Linked DNA regions of Mus musculus: all the other regions are linked to region 2. The links are chromatin contacts, called in public promoter capture Hi-C maps. All regions are on one chromosome and are shown on one strand. Each heading gives the region's core, a stretch centred on a gene start, on an enhancer-like site or on the middle of the called end of the contact. The rest is flanking DNA. Distances are from core to core; before and after follow the strand shown. Region 1 overlaps BB557941 (expressed sequence BB557941). Region 2 has its middle 39 kb from the start of Gm25388. Region 3 has its middle 91 kb from the start of Galnt5.

Region 1 (4,306 bases), core at 733-3,232, 480 kb before region 2:
GAGATAGGGTCTTTCTATGTATCCCTGGTATCCTTTTTGTTTTTCTTTTTTTTTAAATCATTTTTTTAAAGATTTATTTATTTATTATTATATGTAAGTACACTGTAGCTGTCTTAAGACATACCAGAAGAGGGAGTCAGACCTCATTACAGATGGTTGTGAGCCACCATGTGGTTGCTGGGATTTGAACTCGGGACCTTTGGAAGAGCAGTCAGAGCTCTCCAGCTCTCCAGCCCCCGTATCCCTGGTTTCCTAAAGCTCAATATGTAGACCAGGCTGGCCTCAAAATCACAAAGATCTACCCGCCCCCGGCCCCGCCCCCGGCCCCGAGTGCTAGGATTAAAGGCATGTGCCTGTGCTATGAAGCCTGGCTAATCTAAGGTCTCTTGCATGGCAACCATATATTCTACCACTGAGATTCCCACCAACTCTCTTTGTTCATGATGAACAGTGAATGAAAAGAAGCTGATGGGGACCAGGTATGTGGCCCCGGGGCAGAGCACTTGCCTAGCATCTGAGAGGCCCTTAGATTTAATCTTGACTGCCAATAATAAAGAAATTTATAAGTAAATAAATGGAAAAGCTTTCGTCCCCCTATTCTATTGTTTTTAAAAGTGTGTCAGGCCAGACAAGTATTAATCCCAGCACTCGGGATACAAAAGCAAGTGAATCTGCTTGGGCTGCAGCCAAAACTATGAGTAGCGAGTCTCTGACTTTAAAAAAGAAAAAAGAAAGGAAGGAAGAGGGAAAAAAACACAGTATATTCTCTTTCCTTCCTCTCTTTGTATCTTTATGACCTTGGTGGGGGAGGGAGCTCTACGGGGAAAGCTCAGTAGATAAAGTGCTTGCTCCATAAGCATGAAGACCAGTTTGGCTCTATCCCCAGCACCCACATATAAAGCTGAGCATACCGGCATGGTCCATAACCCCAGAGTTGGGGAAGGATACAGCCTTCAGGATCCTATGGGTTCTCTGGCCAGACAGGTTCTTCAGACAAGCAGTCTAACCAAAACAGCAAGCTCCAGTGTTAGTGAGATGCCTTGTCTCAAAAGCTCATGTGAAGGCTCACCACTGACCTCTGACCTCCACCCAGGCAAGTATGGACAAATTCATCCCATGCATACACCAGTACAACCCACACACTACCAATCATCATCATCATCATCAACAGCAACAACAACAACCATCATCTTTATGATAACTTTAAAAAGATCCAGAGTGCTGACAGTTACCGCATGTATCCAATTCTCTTCTTTACCCTGGACCAGGCAGCGCCTATTTAAGGCTTGCCAGAAAGAAAGGAAACGAATATTCCCGACTCACGGAGCTTCCAGTAGATTTAAAGATTTAAAATGCAGCTTTATGTCATTAACTTAATGTTGCAGTATTTAAAACTCTCTTGTTTCTTCATTTTAGGGTAATATTTAGGAATCGGCTTATTTCTGTTAAATGAAGGCTTTAAGCTTAGGTGCTAAGCACATGAAGTGCTCATTCTGAAAAAGCAGTTTACATGTCAGCAAATGAAGCTATTTTTACAAATGTGAAATATGACACCCTATTGGAAGGAGTAGTCTTGAGGACATGGTATGTACTTATTTATGAGGAGGCTAAGTTGCAAGTTATTTAAGTTGTGTCTTCTCTAGTTATCAAAAAATGGAGTCCTCTAGCTTATCTGTGGCAGGAGCTTCCTCTGTATTATCTGAGGTCATATGTGCCAACAGGTCAAGTCAAAGTAGTGTCTTGGTAAATCAAGTGATTCTGCAGGAAAAAAAATAATTTAAAAATAAAAATGGCACCTGGTTATTACCCAGATATATCTGTTCCCTCTGCTTCATTTTAGTCATAGCTATTTAATTTCCTGAAACAAAAAACAAACAGATTTTTCACGAATGTCAGTGCCGCAAAGCTAGCGCAGGAAAGAAGAGCCAGCTGTACCCGGCTTCATCTTATGCATCATCAACAAAATTGGCAGCTAAGTTCTGATTTCAGAGCCTCTGTGGTTTCTGACGATGAACAAGCTGTGCTTGATTTTCAGATACAAGACTGATACTTTGCTGACAGAAGAATCTATTTTTGATTTGTAAATTGGGCAAATTTGTTACAAAATTATTGATGTAGGATAAACGCAGATCTTGAGGATATCATTTTTAGACTCTCATCTCTAACCCTTAAACCACTTGTACTTATTTTTATTATTATAATCATCCTTATAATTATTAGCATTATGACGATGGAAACTAAGTATTTAAATAAAAATCACAGTTAAATTTTGTGAGTCATGTATCACCAAGTATTATGCTAACACAGGAGCATAATTGCAATGGAAAGGAGCAACAGAACTAATTAGCAATTGATTATATTAGCATCCCTGTTCTGGGTATAATGCTAATTTAGAATCATGTTACTGGTGATCATGGGTAAACTATGTCACTTCAGAATGAATGGTGGAGCAAAATATGTAAAAGAAATCTTTGATTTGGAATTCTCAGATAATGGAACTGGCATCTCAGTCACTGATTGGGCCAAATAATATAATTTTTTTAAATGTGTACTTGCTAATTTGCTCAGTTGCTAATGACATATGACTAAATTTTTTAAGACACGTTAACACTGGCCTTATACAAAAGTATTGAGTTGCGAGTTTTACATTAGCTGTTTCTATATCCTATGCCCATGTAGAAGTGCCCACTGTGGGTGCCCCATTCTTTCATGATGCCTGTTTCCTCAAAGCAAAAATCTCTCCCAGCCTTCCAGTCAGTACTGCCTCTCCCTTCTTCCACACCTGCTATTCCTTACCCACTTCAAAGCTTACCTGTCACTCAACCTATTTGCAAGGTTTCACAAGGACATGCAAGTTAAGAGCCTGAAATGTTTATTTTTTTAAAAATATGTTATCCTCCTGAGAGTACAGATTTGCATTTTTAAGAAGAACTCTTGAAGACCTATTGCCAGCAGTTGAAATGTCACATCTTCTGTCTGTCAAGAGTGGCAAAAATCCATATTCTACAATAACTGGCTTTTACTTATCGATTCTACCCAGCTTAAAATGTGTGTTTCTGAAGCATAATGAGATAGAGATTAAGATCAAGGGCTTTGCAGGCAGGCAGACCTAGTTCTAAAACTCAACTCTGCCACTTACTAGCTGCTAGTGGGATTTACTTATCTAGGAGAGAATCAAGTTACCCCCCTCACTGGGCTGTTGTGAGCAGTAATTTGGTCAGTGCATGTGAATTTGTTACTGTAACATGGAATGATGCAAAGAGTTCGGTCATCATAAGGTGCTATTATTTCTATAATCGATAATCACTTATCCCAAGCATTCCTTTGACATTGTTGGTTTCTATGCGTCCTACGTATTTACACATACATGAATCTCTGCATCCTGTACAATGGAAGTACAAACCTATGAAAACCAGAGCCAGAAGTCTTGTTTGATTCATCGTTCCCAACTGTGCAATGCAGAAAACTCTGTTCATAACAGTTGCTAAATGAATGTCATGTTTTAATCCATCCACTGTAAAATGACTCTCATGGCACTATGTATTTCCTAAAAGACAAGAATAGCTTGCATAAAGGAAAAGGCTAGGTTCGGACACTGTACTGGTTAGCTTTAACTGTCAAGTCAACACAATCTAGAATTACCTGAGAGGAGAGTCTCAGCCCCAGACTGTCTAGATCAACTTGGCCTCTGGGTATGTCCATAGGGATTTTATGGACTGTATTAATTGATATATGAAGACCCAGCCCACTGTGGGCAGTGCAGTTCTCTTTTGGATGCTGAACTGTACATGAGTGGAGAAACTTAGTTCAGCACAAACATAAACACATTCTCTACCCTTCATCTTGACTGTGAATGTGGCCCGGATAGGGTAAGTTTTGGCTGCCTTATTTCCCTGCTTTTATGAATGGCAACATGGAATTGTAAGCTAAAGTAAACCTTTCCTCCCCCAAGTTGCTTTTTGTTAGTGTTGTTGTTATTGGTTTGTTTGTTTGTTTGTTTGACAGTATGTCACGATGCAGCCTTGAGTAGCCTGGAACTGGCTATGCAGACCAGGCTAGCCTTGAACTAACAGAGAACCACCTTCTTCTGCCTCTGAAGTACTAAAAATTAAAGGCATGTAGCACCATGCCTGGCTTTGTCAAAGTATTTTATCACAGCAACAGAAGTTAAACCAAACAATACATTAATGTGCTTTAATTAGATCAAACTACTGGTTTTTGTTTCCTTTAGTTAAGAGCAAATGAAACATTCTCTTAAAAGACAGTCCTGTCTCTTTTGTCACTAGTACAACAGGGATCTCATAAG
Region 2 (4,186 bases), core at 332-2,831:
AATACTATAGAATAATCACATTCATTAGAAATAGCACGAATCTAATATGTATTAAATGCTAAGCACCATCTGACTCACTTGTCTCCTTTTCTAGAACAGAAATAATAAATCAGAACTTAGCAACTTCTGGGAATAAAAACAATCGCCTCTTTACTACCCTCGACTTGGCACATAGCTTGGCAACAAACGCTTTGCTGAAAATCAATCAAAAGAAAAAGTCATGTTAATCACACCCACAGAACAAGCGGCCGAACTTAGTCAACTGCGCATGCTCAGACAACACAAGCGCCCGGAAGCGACTCACTCAGTCTCTTGCCCTGTGAGTCTGGTCTCATCTGAATAGAGGATCATTTGTTAAGATTTCCAGAAAGAGGGACTAGAAGGAAAGCATATGCGCATATCTCTTAGAGAAACAAAGAGAAATGTAAAGTGGGTCATTCATAGCATTAAGAAAAGTAAAAATAAAAACAACCTTAGATGTGTATTTTTCTTTGCTATTTTGATAGCCAGTGATTTGGGTCCTTTCTAGAATAAAGATCTTTGGAAAGAAATCATCAGGGTGCAGTAGCACTCTAGTGAAATTTAGGAGCTTGCAAAGCTGTGGCCCGGTCTATCCTGGATTACAGACAGAATTGAGATAGAAAGATCTTATGCCTGGGAAAGTGGAGACCTCCACCAGCTGTTTGGAAATAAGTAAATTCCAAAGATCCAGCTCCCCCAAGGAAACATAGCAACTCCACCCCTCAAGTGCAAAATCACGCGTGGACCTTGTGAGTTCCCTGCTGTGACCACGCAGAGTGATAATTGAAGTTGGGGACCTTCACATCTCTGAAAGGGTGAGAGGTGCTTTTTGTCCCTACAAAGCACAAGTAAGGCTGCCCAGTGACCGAAAAGAAACCTGGCTCTGTAGTTCACACAAAAGTCCTGATTTTATAGGCAAGGCAGGCAAAGACCACAGTACCGTGTGATGTGAAAATACTGCCTACCTGGGTTTGGACTGGACGTGCAAGCCGTTCCTTATTGTCTAAAATGTAATAGAAATGCAGTACTCTGAACAAAAAAAAAGGTGGTGGTGGGGGGAATTATACGTTGGTTAGAGAACAGTGAAGGTTTCCAGTAGTTTCATAGGCCAACCAAATGTCTTTTTCTGCCATGTAAATGCAGTAAAAGGATATCTGAATTAAATTACAGGATTTATAGTCAGCAGGAAAACGAAAGCACCGAAAGATCACTTTTGCGTTAAAATTTGGTTTTCTCAACTAGCAGATATTTTTAAAATATAGGTGCCGTGTACTAATGAAGTACATCAAAGCACATTATGCTCTGCATTTTGTGAGAACTAGGCAATTTATAAATGCTATTCACATTTAATTAGGAGTCATTTCTTTTCCATAAGCATATTTACTCGGCTCTCCTGTTCCTACGGCAACCCAATGAGCGCTACAGCTACAAGAACAGCCTAGACTAACGTTAGAAAAGGACGGAGATTAATGAGCAGGCTCAATATTAAGAGTAGAAAGCAAAACCCAAGCAGAGACCGGGAGAGGAGCATTACAAAGAAAGCGCAAGAGAAGACTCCTCTTTCAAGGAGCCTATTTATAGCAGCGCAGATCTTATTTATTCAAGAGTGCCCGCAGTATACAGCAAATACAAGAGATGACTCATTTAGTGCTAAGTTCTGCTTAATTGGCTAACCACTCAGGTATTGTGGAGCACAAATACATACATATATACACACATGTACGTAATTATCTGCTTAAGGCACTTCTCAAGGGACCGCACAAACAGCTCTGCAAGCGTTGTGCTTATGGACGGTCCCTTTAAGCACGGCACTTGTGTGAAAACAGGCAGTATTTAAATTTGCTTTCGTATAAAAATGATGTCTTAAAATGTTTGGTGAAAAAGAAAAGGATTCATAAATCTGAATGGCCACAGTATTTTAAGGGTATTCCTCTACTTAATGCTTTATTTTAGTACTCCACTGTTATTAAAAGGTTGACTTGAGAATAAATGAATTGCTAACAGCACCAGAATCAAACATAAATAGAGATCAGAAATTTTGTATATATGCAACTTTTATTCTGCTTACAAACGACATTTCTTAATTTAAAGGTTTAGCTAGGAGAGGGAGCGGTAAGGAATGAAGGTTTTAACACGTTGCCTTGATTTTTTTTTCTTTTTTTGCAAAAGTTATATGATTTTCCTATTAGATACAAGTTAGAGGTAATTTAGAATTATTTCAACTTTGATATAAGTAAGGCAAATTAAACAAAAACTCCCAGAGTCAAGCTAAAAAAAGAAAAAAAAAATCTCAATGTGATCCAAAACAATATGTGGGAGAGACAATGAGTCTCACAAAAGGCAAATTAGAAATTACAGAAGCCTTGTTACCAAGTCTCCTTTAGTAAAAGTGTCAGGCTCTTGGGGGCAGCGTCCTCTTGCTATAACAACACAGAGGCAACAACACTGCTATCAAGGCTTTCAATTATTCTGCTTAGCAGGAAAAAAGTAAAAATGTTTCCTTCTGACCTTTCTACATTGCTTCATTAACTCTAACGTATAAGCAACAAGTAAAAAATGAGAAGCAGCCGACATCCCCCTTTGATAAGAGCTGACTTGAAGGAGAGGCCTCTCAGTAGCATCTTAGGAGTCTGGGTCTTCCTAGTCCATCACCACTGCCAATTCAAGGTGGGACCAAAAATGCCTGCCCAATCCATACCACTTATTTTAGTTCAAGCAGGACATTTCATATTTGACTGGCTTTGGATCTAGCAGGATAGTTGTGTATGTGAGCTGGTTTGTACATTTTTCTGCTGTTAGTAGTTAATACCAAAATTATTTCATTTAGCACTATAAATGGAAAAAGGAAACTATCTTATAAAGGCTCATCTATGCAATTATTAATGACCCAGGATTCTGTTGTCTCAGATCTACATGTATAATATCATATTAAATACTGGTTAAAATGAGGCATAATAGCTTCTACCTGCGATTTTCCTTCGTGAAAAGGAGCCCTTTCCAGCAACTATTGTCTATGCCTTGAATTAATTATGTTGAATAATTAAATCACCAGGCATTTCTTCCCCCAGATAACCTGTGAATCCGAGTCCAGCGTTTCTATAGGTACTTTTGTGCCTGCATCAGAGAGTATTTTAATACCAAGGAACACAGCAACTTAAATGCCATTCCCTGGGATTCATGAAAAAGCAATATATGAGAGTAAATAGGGCAAACACCGACAACAAAAGTCCCCCACTTGGAATCAAACACGCAATGCAAATAGAAGACAGACACCTAAGCAGAGAGGCTAGGGGTAAACACTGTGCTCTTGAGTCTTTCCTGAAAATGTTCCCCCAGTCTGTCTTCATCAAGAGTATTCTTCTATCTTTAAAAATGAGTTCTAGGGCAGTCAGGGCTATACAGAGAAACCCTGTCTCGAAAAACAAAACAAAACCAAAAAAAAAAAAAAAAAAAAAAGTATATTCTGATCGGTCATCGGTGACTCTTCTTCGCCCGGCTATCCGGGTGGATTGAAAATGCAGTCCCAGGGGCAGGAGCTGAACCCTCCCTCGCTGCAGATAATCAGCACGGAAGAACAGCTAACTTCTTAAATAATCACAATTACATTTCTCACATCCTTCTCTTCCCCCTTCCTGGTTTTTCAAACGTGGGGTTATTTATCAGAGGAGAAAAACTGGAGGCTGCTTTAGAAGGCAGTCAGGCACTCCTAACCTAATTAGCGTTAGCCACCTCCGAAAGTAAATCCCCACGGCTTCACGGCTCCAGCTTCCCTCCCCGCCCTCATTCACCCCAGCTACAGGAGCACCTGAACTGAATGGAGCTACCTGCCAGACTGAACCCTGCTGCCCTGACCCCCAGCAAGGCGTACTAAAGAGAGATTTGCCAAGACCTTGCAGGCAGTCAGGTGAAACAACAGCACGGGGGCTGATGGAAGCGATTTGCTTTGTCTGTGTTCAAACTTCCTGCCTGCCACGACAAAAGACAGCCCAGAATCTGCTCCAGTTTGGACGCCTCCATGCTCAAATGTAAAGCTCAGAAAAGAATGGAGATTCGCAGATCTGATAATGAGCCAGTTAATGACATAAATGATACCTCAAGAACCTCACTAAACCATCCAGGTCCTACAATTTAATCTGTAATAAATACTCCTGCATCATTGCGAGAT
Region 3 (4,381 bases), core at 415-2,914, 290 kb after region 2:
AGGAAACTCAGATCTCCATTTCTCAGGCCATAGTGTTGCATAAGACCCACCTGCAAATCATGTGGAAAGTGCTCATTCCTCATCCCATCCCAAAACCCTGATTTGGATCTGAGGCAGGGCCAACTCCATCTTGAGAATTCTATGTAGGGTTGGGCTTAGGGGAGGCCATCTGGTTGGAAGAGGAAGCTGGGAGGTTTGCCACAAGGCTGTGTTTGCAAAGCAAGCGCACTCATTTTAACTTAGTGTGTATGTGACAGATCAGTATCAATATTAAAGTTTCCTAAAGTTTCACTCACACTTTATATAAGAGTGATTAAATTGGCTCTATTAAAAAGAACTTCTTTTATTTAGGATAGGGGCTGCTGATGGAGATCTAGTTGACTTCTGCTTTAAGAATCTTTACTGAATAGACTCCAGGGCATCTGTCTTTTAGCTCTCTCATAGAAAAGGGTGGTTTATTCATTAATTCATTTAAAAAAAAATTTTGTTAAGTTATGAGTATGTGCCAGGAAATATTCTAGGTGTATTTTTCAGACACAGCAGTGGTAACAATCAACAGTAATAAAACCAGGTTAAAAAGATCTTTCCCAAGAGATTATAATCTAGTGAGTCAAAAAATAATAAACATAATGTATATAACGAAATTATATAATATGCTAAAATTATTGCTAATCTTTGAGAAACATTCTTTAATGAGATGCCTCTCCTATGCATATTTAGACTCTTACTAGGGCAGTTCCCTGGGAGGCCAACTTACTAACGCTAGATACAAGCTAGATGTGCCTCTCCAGACTTAAAAAAGTGACAAATGCCAAGCTTGTGTGGGTTTGGAGGGGGAAATGTGTATATGTGCATGCAAGTTTACATTTAAACACCTTATGGACTATTATCAAATCTTACATGGATGTCTTTAGATTTTTTTCCATGGAGTATCCTATATGCCATGCACTGCTGCCTTTCCAAAGAGTTAAGCCTTTTGAAATACGAAGAGACAGGTCATTGTGAAATGAAGCAATTCCATAAGTAATCTTTTATTCAGTCAACAGACCCATATATACAAATCACCAAAACTATAAAGGCTGGCTCAATGAGTCCTTTTTTTTTCCCATATAGGGAGTTATGGTATTCACTTAGAAAGCTAAGGAGAAATGAAATGACTTTATACTAATTCCCTTAATTTAATCACACAAAATGTCAGGACAATGTCATTTAAAGCTCTTTAATGATTTTTAAACAAATGGTCCCTGTAGCAGAAAAATAGTTGAACTAACATTGCTAACATCAATTTAATTTCTTTGGAATTGAAATATTAAATGAGCCTATCCTATCCCATTTACTTTTCAAACTGTGCTGAGGAAATACCTGAGGACCTCTCGGGAAACCCTAATAGGATCCTTCACTCTGTCCATCAGTCCAGAAGCACTATAATAATGCCTGAAATTTAGTCAATTCCACTTGATACATGGAATGAAACCATTATCACTATGCATGCCTCTCTTCAGCCTTCCTTTGTGAAAATTCCAAGCCCAATTTATCAACACCAGAAACTCACTTAGCATGGCTGCAAATTCTATATATATTTTTTCCAATGTTAATGTGAGTCATCATAGCATATCTCCTTAACCATATGTGCTAGAGCGAAGGACAGACAGTTATTTTAATATTCCTGGCCTAGAATCCTTCCCACAACAAACACATTTGATGCTCATACATGGTCCCTTTCTTGCCGACACTCATGCCTGTCAAAATGGCATGGTGCCTACTCAACATATGGACCGCTAGCTTTTCTCACTGGGGCACAGTTGCCAAAGAAATACGGGTTAAGCTGGGCACCCCGCATAGTAAAGCAGGTGACAGCTCTGCTGCTCCCCATCATGGGGGGGGGGGATGTGGCTGCAAACCCTCTAAGTGCTTGCCACTCCCTACACTGTGTAGTTTCATGAGATAGAAAAAAAGATTTGAGTCTTTAACTGGATCCCTCTACTTTTAGACAATTCCCACCTAGTACCTTTGATCCTATTACCTTCTACTCATGGATAGGAGGTCCATCTTCTGCCAAAAGCATACTATAGTTTAATAATCATTTGGAAGCACACAGTTATTAAATAAAGTAGCTAGCTAGCAAGCAAAAGAATTAGTATGTATGTGTGCATGTATGCAAGCACATACATATATGGAGAGAGAGAGAGGGAGGGAGGGAGAGAGAGAGAGAGAGAGAGAGAGAGAGAGAGAGAGAGAGAGAGAGAGAGAGAGAGAGAGAGAGAGAGAGAGAGGAAATCTGTATTGTTTCTATCCTGGCTTCTAATTTTCTACCTTCAATATACTAGGGCTGAGCAGCCCCTTCAGCACTGAGGGTTGAGATTTAAAAAAAAAAAAAAAAGATTGTTTAAGTCTTTCACAAATAGAGCTGACTCCTTACTTTTTTCCAATGAATCATTTCCTCCCTAATCAGGCTACATCCTGTTTGGTCTGTAATTTTTATTTCAAAATTTCCAAGTCAATTTTCATTTGTCCAAAAGAGTTTGTCTTGGCAGTGGCAAAAATGTATCCCTTTTCCCCAAACAAAGGCTTACACTTCATGTCTTGGGTCACTGTCATTCTATAAGAAACCTTAATAAGGTGTCTGGTCCAGTCTGTCTTTAGCACAAAGACTACAGGTAACTTATGTTTTGCCACCTTGGACAAATCCATCTATTGAAAATAGAAGCTTTCATAGTTAGTGTCTATCCTGGGCTCTAGGGCCATGAATTAGTCAATTAACAGTCACAAATGCCTGCTCTGTGTTGGGCAACTTTAGGGCAAGACTTTAAATAGCAGAGATCACCCTCCCCCAGTGTAGAAGTCCTCATCCTATCCATTTTAAAGATGATGAAGAAATCTTATTGGGCTCTGTGTGGAGTCAAGCTGGCACCATTTAAAAAGTAATAAACGTAGGTAGCATTCATTTAAAATCTTAGCATGTACTGCTCTGAAGAGCTTGCACATGGGCCTGTGAGATGTCTCAGTGGATAAAGGTAAGTGTGGCGACCTAAGCTTTATCCCCAGGCACCATGTGGTAGAAGTATGGGATAACCTCCTGTAAGTTGTCCTCTGACCTCCATTTCCAGGCCATGGCACCTATGGGCATGTGTGTGGGCACACACACTAGATAAAATATAAGTAAAGATACAATCTCGTGAGGAATTTTCTTTATCAGACTCTCTAAGGACAACAACATGTTGAGACATTAGCTGATTATTCAGAGTCACGATATCATGTGGTGATATTAGAATTCAAAAATTCTGAAAGAATTATTCTAGAGGGTTTTTTTTTCTACTCTTGAGCATTGTTCATGCCATTAGGATCCTATTCTTCTGCGAATCAGCGTGACTTCTTCATACTGCCAGCCTAAGAGCCCCATACCTGTCCATGTCCATAGGAATCAAACTCAGGTTTGTCATCTCAGCACTAAAGACTTTAGATGCAGTCTGGACTCTATCAAGACTTTGAGTCTGGCTCTTCCAGTACATTCATGTATGCTCTACCCTTGATGGTCTTCCCATAACTCCTCATATGTGTGCTTGTGTTACTACTTAGAGATCTTCTTACTGCTTCTTTGTACATTCCCAGTGCTTACCCATTAAGCTGTCTTTTCTTCTACTTCATACTCTGCTTACTCCATTTCAACGTCTCTAACCTTGTGTAGCAACAGCACTACTACACATTGATAAATTTAAAAATTAGCCACATACCATTCTCAGATAGGTATGTTTAACCTACTCAAATCAAATGGATGATGTCTTAGATTTTTACATGTCACATTGCCTACTTTATTTATTGAGGAAAACCTTCCTCACCACTGTCTGATAATTCCCCCTATCATTATATCCCTATATTTTTCATTCATTGCAAGTGACTCTTAAGAGTTGAGCTCTGTAAGTTCACTTACAAAGGATTATCATCCACTCCCTAGTATGTGCAACATTCTGAAAGGTCAGTACCCATGGAAAACAATCCATTTCAGCAGTAAACGTCACAAAGGCAAATTTCCTCCAAACATCATGTGTTACAAAAGAGCAATGTTTTAGTTTCTCAATAGTTTGTTTAACTACTATGTAAGTCAAGAAAAATGAAGGCTGTTAAAATTACTCCAGTTTCAAACAGAGAATCTGCCATTTACGCAAATAAACTAACAAAAAGGTAGCCAACATTATCATATTGTATGCTCGATGTTCAGTTTTTAATAGGCAGTTTGTTACTTAGAAATAATATAAAACTCATTTAATTGTGTATATCAGAAAAGTGCTATTATTGCCAGGATGGCTCTTCTGCAATATTAGTAGGAGTTCATAACTGACAGCTATCTTCTCGAGGTTTTTTCAACTCTTTGATTCTGGGAATA

The links. Promoter capture Hi-C pulls out the DNA fragments that hold promoters and counts their contacts.
Region 1: a contact with region 2 is called in a promoter capture Hi-C map of hippocampal neurons, with 2.1 times the contacts expected there. The contact joins two enhancer-like sites. A contact is called at or near these places in 6 of 39 promoter capture datasets (the HPC-7 cell line, cranial neural crest, embryonic stem cells and 3 more) and 8 of 115 datasets of contacts at active chromatin or transcription factors (bone marrow-derived macrophages, embryonic basal ganglia, embryonic forebrain and 5 more).
Region 3: a promoter capture Hi-C map of hippocampal neurons shows a contact between it and region 2, with 3 times the contacts expected there. The contact joins two enhancer-like sites. A contact is called at or near these places in 1 of 39 promoter capture datasets (hippocampal neurons) and 3 of 484 Hi-C or Micro-C datasets (cerebellar granule neurons, cerebellum and neural progenitor cells).

What each region holds. Positions count from the first base shown.
Region 1 is chr2:57,136,854-57,141,159 of GRCm38.p6, forward strand. All of the region lies in intron 1 of BB557941 (expressed sequence BB557941), which reads right to left. Among named protein-coding and RNA genes, the nearest start is that of Nr4a2, 24 kb to the left of the region's middle. Within about 2 kb of position 1,983, at least 8 of the 459 cell types and tissues checked have an H3K27ac peak or open chromatin away from gene starts, as enhancers often do. A contact at or near this core is called in hippocampal neurons, where this site is marked.
Region 2 is chr2:57,613,175-57,617,360 of GRCm38.p6, forward strand. No RefSeq gene overlaps it. Among named protein-coding and RNA genes, the nearest start is that of Gm25388, 39 kb to the right of the region's middle. Within about 2 kb of position 1,582, at least 32 of the 459 cell types and tissues checked have an H3K27ac peak or open chromatin away from gene starts, as enhancers often do. A contact at or near this core is called in hippocampal neurons, where this site is marked.
Region 3 is chr2:57,905,342-57,909,722 of GRCm38.p6, forward strand. No RefSeq gene overlaps it. Among named protein-coding and RNA genes, the nearest start is that of Galnt5, 91 kb to the right of the region's middle. Within about 2 kb of position 1,665, at least 9 of the 459 cell types and tissues checked have an H3K27ac peak or open chromatin away from gene starts, as enhancers often do. A contact at or near this core is called in hippocampal neurons, where this site is marked.